2 separate regions of the Gossypium hirsutum genome follow, and region 1 is linked to region 2. A link is a contact called in public Hi-C data. All regions are on one chromosome and are shown on one strand. Each heading gives the region's core, a stretch centred on a gene start, on an enhancer-like site or on the middle of the called end of the contact. The rest is flanking DNA. Distances are from core to core; before and after follow the strand shown. Region 1 holds the start of LOC107962174 ((6-4)DNA photolyase). Region 2 holds the start of LOC107962957 (cytochrome c oxidase subunit 5b-2, mitochondrial).

The links. Hi-C and Micro-C count contacts between places; a contact is called where the count stands out from the background.
Region 1: a contact with region 2 is called in a Hi-C map of leaf, with 5 times the contacts expected there. The contact joins the promoter of LOC107962174 here to the promoter of LOC107962957 in region 2. A contact is called at or near these places in 2 of 34 Hi-C or Micro-C datasets (both in leaf).

What each region holds. Positions count from the first base shown.
Region 1 is chrA06:64,929,623-64,935,543 of Gossypium_hirsutum_v2.1, forward strand. It overlaps LOC107962174 ((6-4)DNA photolyase), which reads left to right and starts at 4,114. Exons shown (of 14, transcript XM_016898465.2): 1 at 4,114-5,176; 2 at 5,338-5,409; 3 at 5,883-5,921. The coding sequence starts at 4,841.
Region 2 is chrA06:64,444,908-64,450,198 of Gossypium_hirsutum_v2.1, forward strand. It overlaps LOC107962957 (cytochrome c oxidase subunit 5b-2, mitochondrial), which reads right to left and starts at 3,586. Exons shown (of 6, transcript XM_041115548.1): 1 at 3,110-3,586; 2 at 2,866-2,951; 3 at 2,638-2,691; 4 at 973-1,039; 5 at 747-826; 6 at 1-273. The coding sequence starts at 3,269. The coding sequence ends at 214.

The sequences.
Region 1 (5,921 bases), core at 2,864-5,363, 490 kb after region 2:
CCGTAAGATGTTCACTAATTTGACAAAGTTTGGCAAGTATTACATGGAATTATGTGAATAAGGAAATACGAGTTGATGAGACATGAACATAAAACTTGGTTGATGAATGAGTTCATTTGTGATCATATATTTCTACACCTTGAGTGTATTATCCGTATGAACTGGTATTCCAAATGAGTTAATGAGAAAAGTTCTAATATGAAATAATCTGAATTCGAAATGAAATATCATGAAAATGTACTTGAAATACATCGGTATGTCTTGTATATGTTATTTGAATTCATAAATGTGGAAAGTAAATGTATGTGGCAATATGAGATGATGATAGCTGTACATGGAATTTATTGATGAATACGTACACCCAAATTTATATGATAGATTTTAGTGAACATTGAAATTAAGCTCAATAAGTGATTTGTTAATTTAAATTGTGATTGGCGGGAAGAGTTAGTGAATTGCATGTTTATGAATTGTTACACGTTTTTGTCTGAAATACGATGAAGTGATGATAGTTGATACATGGAAATATGAAACTATGATATATATATATATAAACAAGAAATATGTTTGATAAATGTGTTCATTTATAATTATAGAATTGTACACCTCAAGCGTACTATATGTGTAAATATGATGTTTCAAATGATTTGATGAGTAAAACTCAAATATGAAGTTGTTCGAAACCAAGACAAATTGTTATGAAACTGTATATGAAATATAGAGGTATGATTGTTATAAGTTTTACGAATATATAATGTAAAAAAAAGTATAAGTACAAGAGAAATTTAATGGGAATTGAGCCCATATACGTTTCTTGTTATTTACATAAAGTGTACGACTAAAAAATGGCATTAAGTGTAAGGCTAAGTTGAATATCCTAAATTGGTTTTTGTCTGTATTAAATGTGAGTGAAGATAAAGGATCAAATGAGTGAGAAATATGGCTAAAAAATAGCCTAATTTTTTCTACACGGGTAGACACACGACCATGTGTCATAACTATGTGTGACACATAGCCTGGCAACACGGGTGTGTATTAAGGCCGTTTGTCCCGAGTTTCTTCATAGATGCAAGTCAGAGAGTTAGACGCCCCAGAGACATGGCCATGTGAGCCACACGGCCACACCTCACGGGCGTGTGACCCTTGTAAATGAGAAAAATTTTGGGATTTTGTGAAAAATTTCATACAATTCCGATTTAGTCCCGACCCGAACCTAATGCATGATTTGGACCTCAAAGATTCGTTAAAGGAACTTTTATAATCAATCTCGATATTTGAATGATAAATTATTTAAATTATCTGTAAGTGTTCTGTACTCCTTGGTAATACCTTGTACTCTATTCTGGCGACGGATACGAGTAGGGATGTTACACAAATGACCACAAATAAGTCAGTAACACATCGTTAACATATCATCATTTATCTTACTTAATCATCTTATTTAGCTCACTATGAACATACTAGCTTCGCATACATAAAAGGCACTAACACATGGATAAGCATATGATCAACATAAACCATCATTCATGGCTATATACAATTTGAACCATAAACCATTATAGGCCAACACATTCAGCCACATTAACAATGACATACTTAACAAATAACAAGTTCCTATACATGCCATAAACTTAAAATATATACATTCGCTTATACCTATTGATAGCTTGATAGTGTGATAGCATCTCCGATGTGTTCTAACCCGAGCTAGCTAAATTAACCTATGATGGTATTTCTACTTAAATGGTTGGTTTTGGATGTGTGCTTGAATTAGTTTGGTTAGGTAATCCTTAATGTTAATTATTAGGTAATGATGCTTTGGAATGGTAACTTGATGTGTATGTTTATATTTTGGCTAATTTGGTTGATGGATTGAGCATGAAAATATGACCAATGTTAAGTGCCTTTTTGGTTGGGTTATTTGTTTGAATGATCATCAATTATGGTGCCTTTGAATGGCATATTGGTTAGGTCTTATAGGTTGCTTGAAATTGTATATTTTGGGTATGTTGCTATGTGGTTTGGTCATGCTAAGGCTTGTGGAAATGGGATGTCTTGATGTGTAAGATTTAGGCTTGTTTTAGGGGTAACATATGCTGTACACGGCTTGGGACACGGGCTGCCACATGGCCATGTGTCATTTTAAAATTAGGTGTAGGATCCACATGGCCTGGCACACAGCCTATGACACGGCCGTGTAACCCAACTTCGAATACACACACGAATGGACACACAGGTTGGGACACGGTCGTGTGTCCTGATTTCGAATGTTCACGCAGTTTAGGCTGTGTCACATCGCTATGTGACCCTTGTTTTCCAAATTTAAAAGTTTTTCTGAATTTTTTTATTTATATCGATTTATTCCAGATTGTTTCCAAACTGTATTTAGAGCCTTGTAGGCTCAATTTAAGGACTATATGTGCATGAATGCCATGAATTGAATTATTTGACATATGTTAGCATTTAATTGTAAAATTGTTTCTGTTATGAAGTTAAATGTTCTGTTTTGCTCGGTAACATTTCATAACTCTAATTTGGTAATGGAGACGAGTTAAGGGTGTTATAAAATCAAGCTCTCATGAGCATATATCTATAAAAATTTGAAGAAAAAGGCTTATTACCCTTTGTAATTGATGGTCGAATGTTTGAATGAGCTTAAACATTTATTTATTTGTTTTTCTTAAGCATGAATGGTTGAATAGTTGCTATCTAGGTTCTAAAGTCTTTTCTAAAATTAAAACATAATAGCAATTGGACTACTGAAAAACAAGTCATTACATGGAAAATAACATCCACTATACTCTTAACCCTTGCGCCCACGCTATTGGCTCTGCGGTAGCTTAATCCAGCCCCAGACGAACACTACAATGTTGACATCACCACTTGCACCATACAATTGCAACTGGGAGACATGATTTCTGGCTCTGAAACCAATTGATATGGACTTTTAGTAAACAACACCCCAAAGGTTAGCTATTGAGGTTGGAGAGTCTAGGTCCATATAGATCCCACTAGAAAATTTCATATTTTCTTATGTGGGATCCAAGTCCCATACTTTGCAGTTGGCACATAACAGAGCCTTCTTCAAAAAGACGAAACCAAACTTGAGCTCCTTAAGTTTTAAATTTACCTCTCTACTAAAATGAAGAATCATTTCTTTGAATGGGTCATCACTGATGAAAGTATCAGTGGGGCTTGAAGTGGCCACAATAATTGTCTTTTCAAAAGTGAAAAACTACCCTCTTGAGATTTTTTATGGATTATTGTAATTGTTTTCCCTCATTTTCATTCATTTTCTTGGTAATTTTTTTAAAAATTTTGAAGTCTTCAAAATCCTAATGTTTTTCTATATTTTTCTAGTATAAGAATATGCTTTGCTAATTTTAGCATATTTATTGATATATATTGGATATAAGAAACCAGATTTCAGTCTCCAGAATTGTTGAAAGGTGTTGAATTGAATTCAGGTTTATCTTCTGTTTGAATTTGCTTTACAAAATTGAAGGGAAAGAAAATTGAAGAACGTAAAAACTATGTTCATTTTGTAGTTATTTCTGGGAATTTAATTGTAGATACCAATACATTTCCAACATAAAAGGGAAAAAAACGTTACATGCATTAAAGAATTGAACTGGTTAGTTCAATTTGGAGTTAATTTTTTTTGGAGAACATAAAAATAGAAGGAAAAAGGAAAAAAATTGAAATTTGAGAATATAAATACCAGTTTTTTTCTTTTCTTTTTTTATTGTAGAAAATATTAAGGGTTATTTAATTTCTGTTTCCTAATATATTTTAAATTGTAAAAATTGATAACTGACTTGTGTCACCATTTAAGTAACTCAAGTATTTTATTAAGTTAAAAATTAAAACCATTAGTTATAAGGTACATATTAATAAACGAAACTAAAACTTTAAGTAACAAAATTGACTTTTTGAAAGTTTAACTATCATATTAAAAAATTTATAAAAATTCAGATATCAAATATAAAATTAAATTTATATTTATTTTAAAGTTGATTAAAATGAAAAATAGGTGGTCTGAAAATAAAGTCATTGGATCTGCATTTTGACTAACCTAAATAAAAATAGATTATGTGATGAGTTCAATCCTCTATCAGATTTTGAAAATAATGGTGAAAAAATCACGTTCTGTCTCTCTCTGCAAAGCATTTTGTTGTTGCATAGCGTCAAAGAGAAATCAAATTTAGGGTGTTTTCATTCTTTTCTAAATTCTTTTGGAGATAAATCGATATTTCTAATTCTGAAAAAAAATCATTTTTTATGGTTGTTTGACGGTTATTTTTGTCGTGTATTTTAAAATCGAGGAAATTACTGTAGAGCTGAACCTGAACACTCTATTCTAATGACTCTCAACAGTAGTAAATGGCTGGATTTCACTTTCGTTTATGCTTCTCGTATTTTCTAAGTGCATTGAGATTCAGTTCTTTACCTTTTTAAAACACTAATCTTCCTAATTAAAATGTACAATACCCTTTCTATGAATTGTGGTTTAAACATTTTTACCAAAAATATCAACTTTGTTTAAAAAAGTGAATCAATTCTTCTAAAAATGAGAAGTTGAAAAAGAAGCTTTCAACCACAAGAAATCCACATGTTAGGATCCTCGACGTGGCGCTACATTAACCGCACCAGAGTTCCTCATCCAAACCTATTTCTAACGTATACCGTATACCGTATACCGTGTGCTCAGAGTTCTTCTCAATTCACAAGCATCCTTATCCTACACCTCGTACGTGCAAGTTAGCCGACATCTCTGCCTCCCACATTTAAGGCGCCAACTTACCGACGGTCCAAAACCGCAATTTTGTTGTCTTATGAAATGAAACCTCCACTTTCTCTACTGAATCCCAACATGCCATCCGGGTCAGGTTCGTTAATGTGGTTCCGAAAGGGGCTCCGGGTCCACGACAATCCGGCGCTCGAGTATGCTTCCAGAGGATCCTCTTGTGTTTACCCTTTGTTCGTCATCGACCCTCACTATATGGAGCTGGACCCAGACGCCTACTCCCCAGGATCCACCCGTGCGGGTATAAACAGGATCCGGTTCTTATTGGAGAGCCTCGCTGACCTTGACTCAAGTTTGAAGAAACTCGGGTCGAGGTTGTTGGTGTTGAAGGGTGAGCCTAGTGAGGTTTTGATTCGTTGCTTAAACGAGGTGATTTTCTCTTTATAATTTACATTTATTGTTTTTTTTTCCCATTTTTTGGTATCTATAATTTACATATATTGTTTGTTTGTTTAAAGTTAAACTTAAAACTATGAAGAATTGTCTTTTTCTTTTTTATAATGCTTGTTTGTTTTTTGGGTTTTTGGCAGTGGGATGTTAGAAAGCTTTGCTTTGAGTATGACACTGATCCATATTATCAAGCTTTGGATGATAAAGTTAAGGTAAAACTGTGCTTCCCCCCCCCCTTCTATCTCTCAAGAACAATACTTAACTTTCCTTGAGTTTTTTCAAATATTAGTGTTATGTCAAATAAAAATGGGCTTCCACCAACATTATAGTCCAATGGCAAAACTTGGTATTTTCAATTAGTTTGAGGTTTCATGTTTGAGTTCCGGGGAGGATGTTCAATTCATGTGCTGCAGGTGCTGTAAGCTTTTTCTTGTACTAAACATACATATCTATATTACTTGGAGTTGGGTGTGTATTGGATATGGATACGTGTCTGAAACAAGTAGCTTTTCTATGTATTTGGGATCATATCCCCGTACCTAGATCCAAAAATATATCAGACACAAGGGTACTTCAAGAAAAATAAAAAGTTGGAGCAACATAGGAACATATTACTTTTAGCTAAGTTAGCAATTGATATGCTTATATTCTTTATAGTAAACAAAGATTGCCTTTGTTTCTACAGAATTATGCTTCTGCAGCTGGAATCGAGGTTTTCTCTCCA
Region 2 (5,291 bases), core at 2,336-4,835:
GATTCATATTTAAAAATCATGACCACCCTGTGTCTAAATTACCAGGAGAAAAATAGAGGTACCATCTCAAATACCCATGAGAACCAAGGAATAATTAAAACAAAACAAGACAACCTTTGTTTGAAAATTTGAAGGTGCATTGTATGTATGCCTGGACATCATTCCATCGTGTTCTCCAAAACTTTATTTCAATAGAAAAATTGGAGGTTGCAATTAATAATGATCATTGTCACCATGTCCATCTGGAGGACCTCCAGGGCCCACAACTTCCAACTGCCAAACATCGTAAAAAATAATTATTAAAACCCTACAACGCAGGAAACAACATGAGTACTTCAAGCATAGCAATGTCCAAAAGAAAGTATATAGCATCCTAGAGCTCAGACATTTCCATCTCACCCTAACAGATGATTATTAGTTGCATTTGTTGACCAATTTACGGTGTTATAAGTAATGAAAACCAAGTTAAACAACATTACATTCATATACATAAGCTACTAAATGCACAAACTGGTTGATCAAACACGCTCTAGACAGGCTTGCCTAAGAATAAATAAACAAATACTATTAATTTGGGCCATAGTCATTAACAATTAATTCAAATTGTCAGATATTTTGGTGAATCGTGTATGGGCTAAGAGAAATATCTCAAATGGATATGGATCCAATGAATGCTAAGAAATTGAAATTTATATGCGAGCTTAATACATCTACTAAAAGTTATCTAATTCAATATATCCACTTACCACAAAATACTGTGAACAAACTGGGCACTCATGTGGTTTGCCTTTTTCCAGCCAAAACCAGACAACATCGTGTTCATCCTCTGCAGTTTTTAAACATGCAAATCAAATGGTATGGAATATTAGTTCAAGCAGAATGCCTCACTTTTATATAAATCGGAGAAGGCACACAAAAACCAAAGTTAAAACTTAGAGAAGCATAAACAGAGAATTGATGAAAGAAACTTACCACCTTCACCTCCTGGGCATCAAACTATTCTCTTGTTGTAGTAGGACTTAACGACAGCAGGAGATTCCTATGAGCAGATAAAATTATTTCTACCGTCAAAAGTCAAGTCATGACATCATTCTTATGTTTCAAAATGATCAATATTTACAGTTTCTAGTAGGAAAAATATATCACCATTTAAAGAGGCACAAATTCAAAATGATAAATTCACGAAAGAAGAGTATTAGTTACCCTAGATTTAACATAAATGGATGAAAAGACCTGGTTGAGTGAAGTAAGAGACAACATGTATATGTGTGTTTCTTTATGTGCCTTTGCATATAGATAAAATGAGGTTTAGATATATAATTATGATAATGGTCTCAAGAATTGTGCAATTATCCTGCAAAACATGTAGCTCTTTTCTTTTCTTTTGTTGGTCAATATGGATGATTTCCCTATGATCCACTATTTTTTGTAGAACACTCAAATATGGGGGTGAGTATTTGATCAAGTCAAGTTGAATCAAGTGATACAATTCGAATTAGTCAAGTTGATAAGTTTTATTTTATCAACCAAACTTTATTGGAAATTTTACCAACTCTAGTCAAATAAAAAAGGATTTTCGAGTCGAAAAAATCTATTAGAGTTAAATAAATTTCATGTCAATTAAGAGTTCACTTTAAAATTTTCACTGCAATCAAATGTAGGTACATTATCACAATTTTTCCACTATCATAGTAAGTACCTAACTCTACTTTTAGATATCAACAAGTGAAATAAAAGACAATAGGAGAAAGGTGAGAAATTTCACAGAAAATGAGTCCCTTAGTCATTGTAAAACAATCACCCAATCGTACTACAGATGACCTTTCAACCGATGACTTGATCAAAACTATGTACAACAGGTAGGGTTGAATCATAGTTAATTATTCAAATTATTTGAGTTATTCAAATTTGAGTTGTACAATTCAAATCCGAGCTAAACTATTTATTCGGGATGATTCAAAATTTCGAATAAATTGAACTATATAATTTGACATTACAAAATTTAATCAACTTTTTTTAATGGAATTGGATTTTGCTCACCCCTACTCAAATATTGACAAGTAGAGAGTTTGATATTATCTCCTTTTTTACAAGTAAAAGTACAGCCAATGAAAGAAATTAAAGAGAACTACAATAAGATGGGCCTTTTTGTGCCTATCACCTTACAAAGAAGTGAGTCTAGATGCACCAAGCATGAAACTGATTAAACATGCATTGCACGCCTAGCCCTGAAGGACCTAAGGCGCTTTTTGTTGCCTAGGTGCACACCTTGACAACACTGATAAATAACTTTGAAAAAATGATGTGGCAACAATACCAAATAATGCACCCATTTACATCTTTTGCTATATATTTACTTACATCATGAAACATCAGAGCTTAAGGATAAACAATAGTTACAAGAGATAGAAACGTCAGATAAAAGGTAAACCATTTAAATAGAAGTGCACATAAAGCCAATACTTTGCATACAAACAGAATAAAGCAAGTGGTTTAAAGCAAAAAAAAAGGAAGAGGAGATGATTGTTAATATTTGAAACGCCATATGACATTGCTTCCATATATGATAAGACACGTGATATAATATTGATTCTCAAAGTGTAATAGACTGTGAAAAACATTGAAACCCACACTAACCTTTGTGCCAAAAGGACCGACTGGATTGTTTACATCTTCAAGGATTTTCTTTCCCTAGACAAAACAAAGAAAAGAACACTAAATTCAGAATAAACAAGCGCAACTCCACGCATAAACTAGGAGGCAGTAAATTAAATTTATTCATAATGCTCATAACAATAATCTTCAATACAAGAAATTTTGTCACATTTTGAAACCAAACAAAGAGAGTGAAAAAAGAAAACTCACCTCAAGCTCAGCCTGAAGCTCCTCACGCTCATGACCAGTGGCGATAGGCATTACATCCTCAACCCTCTTCTTCACAGCAGTACCCGCTACACAATCCAAACCAATCCAAATCAATGTCGGATACACGAAATCTTGCTTTTAGCATCTTCTTCGAATATTAAAACACATTAACTAGTGATCCAAAATATTCAAAGCTTGAAATCAAAATGACTCGTTGACAAGGATCTAAGGAAATTAGAGTTACCTGAACCAGTAGAGAAGCGGCGAGTAAGGAAATAAGCGGAAGGTAATGGAGAAACGTGAGACTTGAAACTGAGCGGCGACAGCGATGGCGTCTTAGAAGTGGATCGGCATGGAACGGTGGCTAGGGTTTTGAAGTGTGAAGTCACTAGCCTTCTCCACATCTCTCAGAATTCAAAAGATCTTTAAGCGTTGGTTATTTTTATCTTCCAGGCCAGGCCCCGTCTTTTTCTGAGGACGATCAAAAAAAGCGATTTGCGTTTTTGGAGTCAGTGTTCACTGTTTGTTTGGCACGTGCCAAATTCGTTACATGTGCGAACTTGGTGGAAGTTTTGGAGGGTGAGCCGGTGAGGCTGCCGTTCGGGTTGGGACGGTTGCCCAATGTCAGCGGGAAAATGTTGACTTTTGGTGATTTGTTGACTTGTTCTTTCCTCCGACTCGGTTTCGTTATTCTAAACTTAAGAACTGGGAGACATCTTTTTTTTTTTTTAATTGTTGATGTCTGGTTTGGTTTATATTTATCTTATTTAGATTTAATAGTTATCACAAATCGAGTATCAATTCGAATTAATAAATTATGAAAATTTTCTTTTATAATTAAATTAAATTATGTTATTTGAAGATAATTAATTTTTTTTATTTTAAAAGACTAAAAATTAGATTTGAGGCCATACTATTTACATCAATAAAAAATTAATTTTATCATTAACCAAAGCTTTAATTTAATATAATATTTATATTTAGTTGTATTACGCATGCTTCAATACATCCATCAGTTGTATATATTTATAATATTTTAATTAAGTTAGTATCATACATTTATATCTTTTTTGGTTACTAGTGTAATAAGATAAAGAAAAAAATTTATTTATTAGATATGTATTACAATAGTTGTAAAAATATAAAATAAGTAATAGGGATAATGACTTTTTTGACTTTCTAACTTTACAAAAAAAATCATTTTTTTTGCTCTCCATTTAATTTTTCACCTTTTTTAACCCTTAAATTTATATTATTTGTCAAACCACTGGAAAAGTTAATGTTTGTTAATTTCGATAATGTGGCATACACGTGGATTGTCATTTAGACACCATGTCATCAATTAATTAATTTTTTAAAATTTTAAAAATAAAAAAGTTATTAAAAATTATTTTAAAAATAAAAACTATTAAAGTTATTTAAAACATATAAACATATTTTTAATTTTTAAAATTTAATTAATTTCTAACATAACATACGTGTTGAAGTTAACAAACATTAACTTTTTCTATCAATTAGAAAGATTAAAATAAGAGAAAATTTGAATTGTTGACTAAAATGATTTTTTTATAAAGTTAGTGGGCTAAAAAAGTCATTATGCCTAGATAATAGTGGGTACAAAGTTAAACTTGAAACTAGAAAGATAGTGAAAGTTCTTATAAAAAATAAGACTTCAAAATTTTTTTTTCTCTTTTCTCAAAACAAATCATCTGAGTAACTAAAAATTATTAATTAAAATTAGCTTATTACTAACTCATGTACTAAATCATAGTAAAGAAATAATACTCCTACAAAATGTAACATTAATATTCTTAATATAATATATTTAAGTATTTAAGTTTCATTTTACTCATAATTTAATCTACTTTTTTTCATTTTAACATTATACACATTTCATGTGTTGTTATTAATTAGTTTCAAATTATACATATCTTTATTTATTATATATTATTTTTAAACTAACATTTGTGTTCTAAGTACATAGTTTCCAGACGTATATGTGTGTAATAGAATTTCTAGTACTATTATTAAACCTCCGATTGAGTTTGTGTCATGATTCAACCGGACATCAACTCAGTTCGGGAAATTACGAAAATATTCTTTCATAATTAAATTAAGTTATATTATACAATGGCAGTTTAGTGTTTTCAATTTTTTTAAAAAATCCAATAAAAATTTGTTATGAGATTTAAACCATGCTATTTAAATTAATAATACAATAATATTATCATTAAACCAAAACTTTATTTTATTACAATATTTACATTTTAATTTTTTTATGTATATTTTATTAGCCCCTTCAATTGTATACCTATCTATACAATTACTTAAATCATTAACTGAGTTGGTGTCATAAGTCAACCAGACACAACTTGATTTGAGAAATTACAAAAATATCTTTTTGTAATTAAATTAAGTTATATTAT